3 separate regions of the Mus musculus genome follow, and regions 1 and 2 are each linked to region 3. Evidence: chromatin contacts called from public HiChIP or PLAC-seq data. All regions are on one chromosome and are shown on one strand. Each heading gives the region's core, a stretch centred on a gene start, on an enhancer-like site or on the middle of the called end of the contact. The rest is flanking DNA. Distances are from core to core; before and after follow the strand shown.

Evidence for each region. HiChIP or PLAC-seq counts read pairs in DNA pulled down with a chosen protein or histone mark.
Region 1: a contact with region 3 is called in an H3K27ac HiChIP or PLAC-seq map of microglia, with 7 times the contacts expected there. The contact joins two enhancer-like sites. A contact is called at or near these places in 4 of 39 promoter capture datasets (hippocampal neurons, liver, second pharyngeal arch cranial neural crest and 1 more), 4 of 115 datasets of contacts at active chromatin or transcription factors (bone marrow-derived macrophages, embryonic stem cells and microglia) and 2 of 9 other capture datasets (adipose tissue and pancreatic islet).
Region 2: an H3K4me3 HiChIP or PLAC-seq map of bone marrow-derived macrophages shows a contact between it and region 3, with 4 times the contacts expected there. The contact joins two enhancer-like sites. A contact is called at or near these places in 2 of 115 datasets of contacts at active chromatin or transcription factors (bone marrow-derived macrophages and heart atrium) and 3 of 9 other capture datasets (adipose tissue, embryonic stem cells and pancreatic islet).

Annotation. Positions count from the first base shown.
Region 1 is chr3:137,962,238-137,965,150 of GRCm38.p6, forward strand. All of the region lies in intron 2 of Dapp1 (dual adaptor for phosphotyrosine and 3-phosphoinositides 1), which reads right to left. All of the region lies in intron 2 of Gm19708 (a long non-coding RNA gene), which reads left to right. Among named protein-coding and RNA genes, the nearest start is that of Dapp1, 18 kb to the right of the region's middle. Within about 2 kb of position 1,339, at least 60 of the 459 cell types and tissues checked have an H3K27ac peak or open chromatin away from gene starts, as enhancers often do. A contact at or near this core is called in microglia, where this site is marked.
Region 2 is chr3:137,945,706-137,948,405 of GRCm38.p6, forward strand. The region is part of intron 4 of Dapp1 (dual adaptor for phosphotyrosine and 3-phosphoinositides 1); the gene reads right to left. Gm19708 (a long non-coding RNA gene) reads left to right here. Exons shown (of 4, transcript XR_867665.2): 1 at 1-1,152; 2 at 1,971-2,091. Among named protein-coding and RNA genes, the nearest start is that of Gm19708, 3.3 kb to the left of the region's middle. Within about 2 kb of position 1,311, at least 57 of the 459 cell types and tissues checked have an H3K27ac peak or open chromatin away from gene starts, as enhancers often do. A contact at or near this core is called in bone marrow-derived macrophages, where this site is marked.
Region 3 is chr3:138,116,953-138,119,931 of GRCm38.p6, forward strand. It overlaps Mttp (microsomal triglyceride transfer protein), which reads right to left. Exons shown (of 18, transcript NM_008642.3): 4 at 1,361-1,468. Among named protein-coding and RNA genes, the nearest start is that of Mttp, 13 kb to the right of the region's middle. Within about 2 kb of position 1,624, at least 26 of the 459 cell types and tissues checked have an H3K27ac peak or open chromatin away from gene starts, as enhancers often do. A contact at or near this core is called in bone marrow-derived macrophages and microglia, where this site is marked.

The DNA.
Region 1 (2,913 bases), core at 89-2,588, 160 kb before region 3:
GTGGATGTTGCTGATCTGGGGCGCCAGCTTCAGGGCCCCTGTCCATCTGGACCTGCTGTTCCTCTAGGAAGAGTTTTTTCCATCCTTGCTCCTTACCTACAATTGGCCCTTCCCATTGGTAAACAACCTTGAGTCTTCCTGAAACTTCTACCTCATGATAATTCTGCCTTATGTTGAGTGCCTTTTAATTTCTTGCTCAAAAACTTGCCTTCTTTTAAGCGATTGCTACACTTTGCTTTGTAGCAAGATTTGGGTCTTAGTGGCCCTATGAGACTAGACTTCTTCCCAACAAGGTCATCGAGTTACGATGGCTGGTCCAAGATGCACGCTTTCAAAGGTCTATTATTAAGGAAATGGACAAATAAATGAATAAAAATAACCATAACTCTAAACAACTGGCCTATGGATCCTGTCACCTCTGATGGTAGCTTCCCCCTGCTCCAAATGTTACCAAGTATTTGTAATGAAAACCAGTGATATTTATTTTAATTTTTCATGAAGGTGAAATACATGCAGTCTATTCATAAATAGCTTATGCTCAGATGAGTCACATGTAGATAAAACTTTAGTTACCATCTGTGATCTACCTGACACGCAGTGTAAGTACCTGTGTTCTCACATGTGCAGGTACATGTGTGTATAAGCACACGTGCACATGTATGCACATGGTTGTGGAAGCCAGGGGTTAACCTCAGGTATCATTTGTCAGGAATCTTCTCCATGGATTTTTTTTTTTTTTTGGCAAGGACTCTCACTGAACCTGGGGTTCATCAATTCAGCAAGTTCTGTGTGGCCAGTGAGCCCCAGGGATACCTCCGTGTTCTCCTTTCTAGCATCAGGATTATGAGCACATACCAACATTCCTAGTTTTCTACATGGGTTCTGGGAGTTCAACTCAGTTATTTTTATCTTGCATAGACTTAGCTATTACTGCCTAGCCCTATTTAGAAAATTTATAAATAAGACTTGTCAGGGTGACTCCAAATGTTACTAGATATAATTTTTCTCCCTTTGGCTACCTAATTTGTTTCCTATTCTGTACCTATCTCTCCTTCTAAAAAACGCATGTAGACTCACTGCCAGAGAATGGAAGTTATGCCAGGCAGAACTCATAGACGCTCCGACCCCAACTCCAATGTATAGCACTGTTCCAATTACCCAGGTAAGAACTAGTCAAGATGGAGTTGTGAAGAGATTTAGTGCATTGTTAAGTCTCCAAATTGGTTCACCTTAAAAACACGAAGAGTCTCTTGTGGGCCTGACCTCTTCATGTGAGCTCCGTGGAACGGAACTCTCTGACACAGGAGAGGGTAGAGAGGTGCTCTGGCTGGCAGGAAGGCAGCAGACAGTCGTGCCATGTGTATTACGCATGCAGGCCACACAGCACGGATCACAGTGGCATCTGTCAGTTGACACTGCTCCCTCCCTGATTGACAGCTAGGGGAACAGGGACCCTGGTGCTACCACAGCAGGGAAATGAAAGACAAGCAAACTAGGTAAGGAAAGGAGGAAGTGATGCAGGGGTTCTGCGTTTCTGTCAAGAGCCCCAGCTGCTGCTGAAAACATCTTTAAGTCAGGCTGGCAGAATTTGAATAGAGGCCCGGATTTTAATGTATGCAGGAACAGTGGCACGGTCAATTTGTGTTGTTTTAAGCCATGACAAATTTTTGGTGACTTGTTATATAGCATAGAAAGTGAATACCGAAGGGTCCATGTCTAAGAAGAGGATAAACAATATGTTAAACTCTTTGCTTTTGAGCTCACTGAAGCCTGTCAACAGTTGTTTAGAGAAGTACCTTTTTGTGTTTGTTTGTGTATGTGCATGCATAAACATTTACATGTGTGCAGGCATGCTTATATGTGCAAGTGCATGTGTATATCTTTGTGTGCATGTGGAGACCAGAGGCCAGTCTTGGTTATTGTTCCTCAGACAGTATCCATCTCTGGCTTACAATTCACCAAATAGACTAGGCTGGTTAGCCAGTAAGCAGTGCCTGTTTCCATAGCAACAGAATCGAAAAGATACACTACTATACCTGACTTCTCCCATCCATCCTTCCTTCCTTCCTTCCTTCCTTCCTTCCTTCCTTCCTTCCTTCCTTCCTTCCTTCCTTCCTCCCTCCCTCCCTCCCTCCCTCCCTCCCTCCCTCCCTCCCTCCCTTCCTTCCTTCTTTCCTTCCTTCCACTGCCCCTCCTTCTCCCTCTCTCCTCTCCCCTCCTCCCTGATTGAGAAACAGCTAAGAGAGTAAAAGTATTTCCCAGATTGGGAAGCTAGTGTAGTTGGTAAAATACATGCTTTGAAAGCATGAAAACCTGAGTTTGGACCCCAAAACCGAAGAAGAAAGAAGAGGGGGGAAGAGAGGGGGGAAATGGAGGGAGGGAAAGATGGAGAGGGAAGGGGAGAGGAAGACTTAATTAATAACAAAACCCAAACCCAAATAAACCAAAATGGCTGAACTAGACGCAAAGGAGCGAGGAACAGCATCTGGGATGTAGTGACTACCATCCCAAGTGTGCAAGGAGGTCAGGAACAGAAAGGAGAGAGGGGAGAGCAAGGCTTCCTGGGTTTGTGAAAGTGCTGCCACAGTCATCCAATAGCCCCCCCCCCCCAGGGTCATTATTAGCATAGAGCTTTTGCTGCATGTCCAGCCAAGGCCACAAGAATTCGGGAACATTAGATGCTTGCTACTAGAAGCCAGCGTGTCAAGGGTTCAAGACTACAAATGGGGCCAATGGGGGATTGGAGGAGAAACCCTAAATGCACTGAGTGTCCTTATAGGTGCAACTCAGAGGGACTAGATTAGCTCACCACCTGGGGGAAAGGGATGGAGTCCATAGAAAGAATTTAAAATTGAACATTACCCATTTAAGTCTGTGACTATGAACACTGCACGGTCACAAACCATTCTGCCT
Region 2 (2,700 bases), core at 61-2,560, 170 kb before region 3:
GAAGGAAAGGGTTGTTAAAAGGAAGCTGAGGAATCATATATTCTCACTAAGCCAGGCTGGGTCAGGAACTTGGAATACATTGTCTCCAGGAGTATAACTGCACCGTCTATTATCATGTTGTCTGTATCTTTGTAGCATCTTGATGGTGACCACTTACGTCCTAAGAGATCGCCTGGCCTCTAACTCAGCAGCAAGTCCACTGAACACTCAGTAATCAGGGGGTCTCTTTCAAACTGTGAAGACTTAACTTAAGTGACTAAAACTCTCAGACTTTTTCAGCATCCAGAACAAAGACTCAGTCTGTGCAGCGAGGGAAGGAGAGCTGGCATGGGAGCCATGCTCCCTGCAGGACACTTAGCTCATCTCAGCCATCCCTCTGCTGGGAAGCAGCACAGGTTAGCCCTCTTGTGCTCTAGAGCCTCACCTTCCCTCTGGCCCACTCCTAGCGATGCTGACCTTGTTGGTCCTTGAAGCCCTTCTGTGGAATGTCTGCCTCAGGGATCTTGTGTGTTATTTTTTTCTCTCTACTCTGCCTTCTTACTCCTTAACGTGAACTGTTCTTTTCTTTAGGAAAAAAAATTTGTTGACAATTTCATACATGCACATAACCCATTTTCTCCTTCCTCTAAATGACATTTCTGCTCCAATGTTTCTTACCCAGGGAAGTTGCCCTGTCCCTCCGTGTAACCTGTTTGGTGTTATAGTATGCCAATTGTATCGTGACCTCCTCTATAATGGAAGCTCATAGGTCTTTGCCTAGTTTACTGCAACACTTAAAGCTGGTGGTCACTTTAAAATGTTCATTTAACAAATGAATTAATTAAATTTAATCTTACCTCAGGAGCCTAGTGCTTTCGCATTTACAATATATGAACAATAATTTCCTTAAAGTTGACAAAGGATGTGAAGTAACTTTATATAAGCACCTGCATTTGGGGGAAATCGACTACTTTCAGTTTTTTACTTCAAGCAAGTTCTTCTTCTAGAAGTATGACGTAATGTTCTTCCTCCACAGACTGGAACTCATTTCTCAAAAGAGAAAACAGAAATGTGGATACCTCAGAGCTCAAAGCTGGGAGAGAGAGAGGTGCCCACAATGGGTGAGCAGGGACAAGAATGACAATCTGACGAGGGCTCTGTTCTCTCAACTAGGTCAGTTCAGGATTCCGTGAGCAAAGTATACTGAGATACAGTCCTGGATCTATTAAAAAGCCTCAACTGTTTTGGTTGGTGTCATTACACAATAAAGTTCTTAGGCTTCTTCTTGTTATATTATGTGCTTTCCCTGTTGACCAAGCCCTAACCACAGTTTTTAAGTTCTCTCCTGTGTTACAGTGTCCACATACTTAGTCAGTTGAACTTTGTGACACATGGAGGAAGCAAACAAAAAGTAGTTATGACTTCCATAATTTGGTCTAAAGAGTCTTAGTCCTAGCTGAGACCAAAGCTACAGATCAAGTATTGGCTGACTCTTCCTACTGACCAAAGATAAACACAGGCAAAAGAGAGCAGATCGTAGGCTCACTGATGGCAAGTCTCTAGGAGCCTAACAGAGGCTAAGAGGGAAGGTGGGCATGGCTCCCACCACTAACCAAGAAGCTGTCTGCCACCGATACCTGCCGGCAAAAGAAAAATTAATTCTCTTTAATGGAGTCATACTGGGTATATTGGCCACAGTTCAGGGTAGATCTTAGACCCAGAAGTGGTTGTCCAATACAAATCAAACTCACTGGTGCTTGGTAGACTTTTTTTCTTTTAGGAGGCATTTTTTTTGTCTTATTGGTCTTTTGATTATGTATTTTGCTTTTGATTTTTTTGTGTTTTTATGGTACATTTCTTGGTTTTTGTTTTTTAAGAAAGAAGGGGCATGAATTGGATGGGTATGGAGATGGGGAAGGTCTGGGAGATGCTGGGGAGGGAAAAGTATGATCAGAATATATTGTATAATTTTTTTTTATCTTAAAAAACAGAAGAGGAGGAGACTGTGAAGATAAACAGTTGATACACGAGGTGGTTTTGTGACAGCTAAGAACAGGGAAAGAGGAAGCTACGAAGGGAACTGGCTGGCAAGAAAAGAAGAACTGAGCAGAGGTAGGTCTTGATCTGATCTCGGGCCTCGTCTGTCTCTGGAAATGTATCAATCATTTTACTTTCCTAGATTTCTCTAGCTCTAAAATCCAATGCTTCCTTTTGTTAACTCTTTAACTAGCTCTCCAACCTCCAAGTCTTTTAAAACCAATTTTCAGGATTTTTTATTTTTGATGAGTTGTAGTAAAATGGTAAACTATTCAAGCTACAAAGCCACAAGAACTTACGAAGCAATGATCCCTGTATATATGGCCTATGTGTGTGCCCACATGTGTGCACGTACATGGTACAGTATGTCTATGGAATATACATATATACAGCATAAACTTGAGTTTCTTTACCTTTCACCTTGTTTAAAACACATACCAGGTTGAGCTGGACTTAAAGCTTTTGGAGACTCTCCTGTCTGCCTGTCATCATCTCGCAGGGAATAAACACACGTATGCTACTGAGTGCTGGCTTTTAAGTAGGTTATAGGATCTCAGCTCTGGTCTTCAGATTGCATGGGTAGTGTTTTAACCACTGAGTCCTAACCCCACGCACTTCCCCTTTAATTGGCACAGCATCTTGCTACATAGTCCTGGTTAGCCTCAACTTGAGCCTCCCAGGTGT
Region 3 (2,979 bases), core at 374-2,873:
ATTCATAATAAGAATCTGAGTTTAGACAAAAACATCCCAAAATAGACTCTGTTCAGTTCCCGTGAGCTTTCCCCTTGGGGTCCCTGCCAGCACCATTCCTGCTGCTATTTTAGTAAGCTAGACACATTCTCTTGGCCCAGCCCAGCCATCCCAGTTTCTCCTCTGCTCATGAGCTGGATGAGTTAAGATCAGGAGAACTGGTGTCCAGCTCAACTCTAATCGGACGGCTGGAACCCACTGAATTCTCTAACTCACTTCTATTTCCTCTCTGAATTAGGGGACTTGATTCTGAAAGCCAGTGATCCATTCCAAATCCCCGAGACGATTAAAATACAGCTACTCAGGTCATTGCTTTTCTATGATTTTAGCATCCTTGGGATAAATCTATGATTTTAGCATCCCTAGGATGAATCTATGATTTTAGTATCCTTGGGATGAATCTATGATTTTAGCATCTTTAGGATGAATCTAAGGAATACGTTTTTTAAAATATGCTTGCCACAAGGCAGCAGGACAGAGACACTTAACAACCATTGGATCCCCCAAAGTTTTCTGCATATTTTACAGTTATCCAAGGTTCCCTTTATAGAACTGATTCCAACTCCATAACTCTGTATTTAAGCAATAAATCATTTCATATGTAAGTGAAATTTGACTATCCAACTTAAGTCAACTTAAGTCAACGTCTCTAAAACAATACTTAATCTTAAAAGCAGTTATAATTTTCTGTGGAATTTCAGTATGCAAAAATGCTTAGAAATGATTTGATATACCTGTTGACAAATAAGATGTTGGTTGACTTATTTATTGACCTGCTCATTTAATTTGTAGTACTGGGGCTTGAACTGGGCCTTGTACTTGCTCAACAGGCTCTCAACTACTGACACACATCTCTAGCTCCTTTTATATTTTATTTTATTATTGCTTGGGAGATATATGTGTATTATCTATGCATGTGTGGTAAATGCGCATTATATGACTGAGTGCACACATCCATATGCATACATGTAGGCCAGAGGAGACATAGGTTTCTATCTCCCCCCATCACTTTCTGACTTATTCCCTTGAGACAGGTTCTCTCGCTGAACTTGCAGCTCACCAACTGGGTCAACAGAGCTGGTCTGTGAACTCCCAGAATTTACTTGTCTCTTCCTGTTGCACTGGTTACTGGCACAGTAGTAGCCACAACCATCTTTTATAAAAATGGTGGATTTCATTAAGTCACCAGACTGTCTTAAAGTTACTCTATGACCCAGGCAGACCTTTGCTTAAAACTGGGCCTTAGCCCCCAAGTAGCTGAGATTACAGCGAGTGCCTGCCTCTCCCCTTCACCCAATGCTGACTTCTTAGCATTAAGTACCTCGTTGGTAGTTCCAGAGCTTAGCTGCATCTGGAATAAGCTAGCCAAGCCTCTCTTGAGATTTTCTATGCCCACTGGCTCGTTTTCATAGGAGTAGAACTCCTTGACCTAAAGGGAAGAAGAAAAATATAAATGAAGTCATTGGACCTTGTTTATCAGATTCAGTTAAATGCGAGGCTGGAGAAGCCTGGTTCTCACACCCACTGATTACGTGAGAGATTATTCTGTTAGTGCAAAGCTGTGATTTCTTTCTTGTAAAAGGAAGCAGTTTCAGTTTCTAGGAAGTGAGATCATCAGGAAATGGAACTTAGGAGGCGAAAATAAAGGTCCTGAGCATGAAGGTCACCGTGGAAAGGGAGAGCCCAGGGTTTCTGTAAAAACCAGAGCTGTGGAGGGGAGCAAAGCTGGGCCATCATTTTCCTTCACAGCACACACGTTTCACCTGCTAGAAACAAAAGCTGAATAAACAAATAAAAAAAAAAACAACAACAACAAAAGTGAAAGAAATGCTCTTAGAAGAGAACGAGAATCACCACAAATGGCAGTTTGCATTTCTGAAATGGTGTGACGTCATGGCGTAGGCCATGACGAGGCGCTGGAGTTTGCTCATGAACAGCTGTGATACCCATGAACAAGCGGCAGAGCACCAACGTGATTCCCGAGCAGTGACGCTGCCTCGGGTAGCAGAATGGCAGAGGCTGCAGCGCTGGAGAGGCTGCTTCTACTGCACAGCCCAGCTACTGCAGAAGGCTCTCATCAGAACGTATAGGGAGGGGGTTGAAAGGAGTGTGATTTGGCAGGAATAGGAAGTGACTCGGCTCTGTTTTATATCCTTCTCACTTACTGACCCTATATCTTTTATCATTTTAATGAGTTGGTTCATCTATAAGAAACAGCACGGAAATCATAGAGAAGTTTTTAGAGGGCAGCCCATTACTTTCACCTACTGACTTCAAACACACCCTATGGTTCAGACATGGAGGACAGATATGTCTTCCCTGTGAAAATACCTACAAAAGCGGTGGCAGAACATTCCTGCCCCGCCGATCCACTTCTCAGAAAACAAAACAAAAACAAACAAATAAACAACAACAACAAAATGAGAATTTCCAACAGCTCAGGAGTACAATGAATTTAATTAATATCAATGTTGAATAATTCAGCCTAAACATTCCTCATGTCTTAGGAGGCAATATTGTGTCTGAATTAACCACATGAGCGCGTCAAATCTCTATTTTTACTTCCTAGACATACTCCGCCTAGTGACAGGTTTGCTGGATACTGTATCTGTGATCAGTTTTAGTCACTCCACTGCGTCACCCTCAAGGGTAAGGATAGTGTTGTCTGTGCTGGTTAAAGGGGACCTGTGCCAGTGACTTCACTGTCTGAAAATCCCGGGATCATATTCTCATACAATCCACTGGCTGTCTCTCAGCTGCAAGCTGGCTTTCTGATGCTCCGTGCTATGGGATTTCCTTCCCATATGATTTCCAGTGCATATGCTTGGATATCTCTGGGCATCATGGCTACACAAGGCTTATAAGTAGAGTTCTCAGACCCAGGAAAGTCGGACGTGCTTGGACGGTGGCCATGGTATGTGTCGATGGAGGGTGATATTT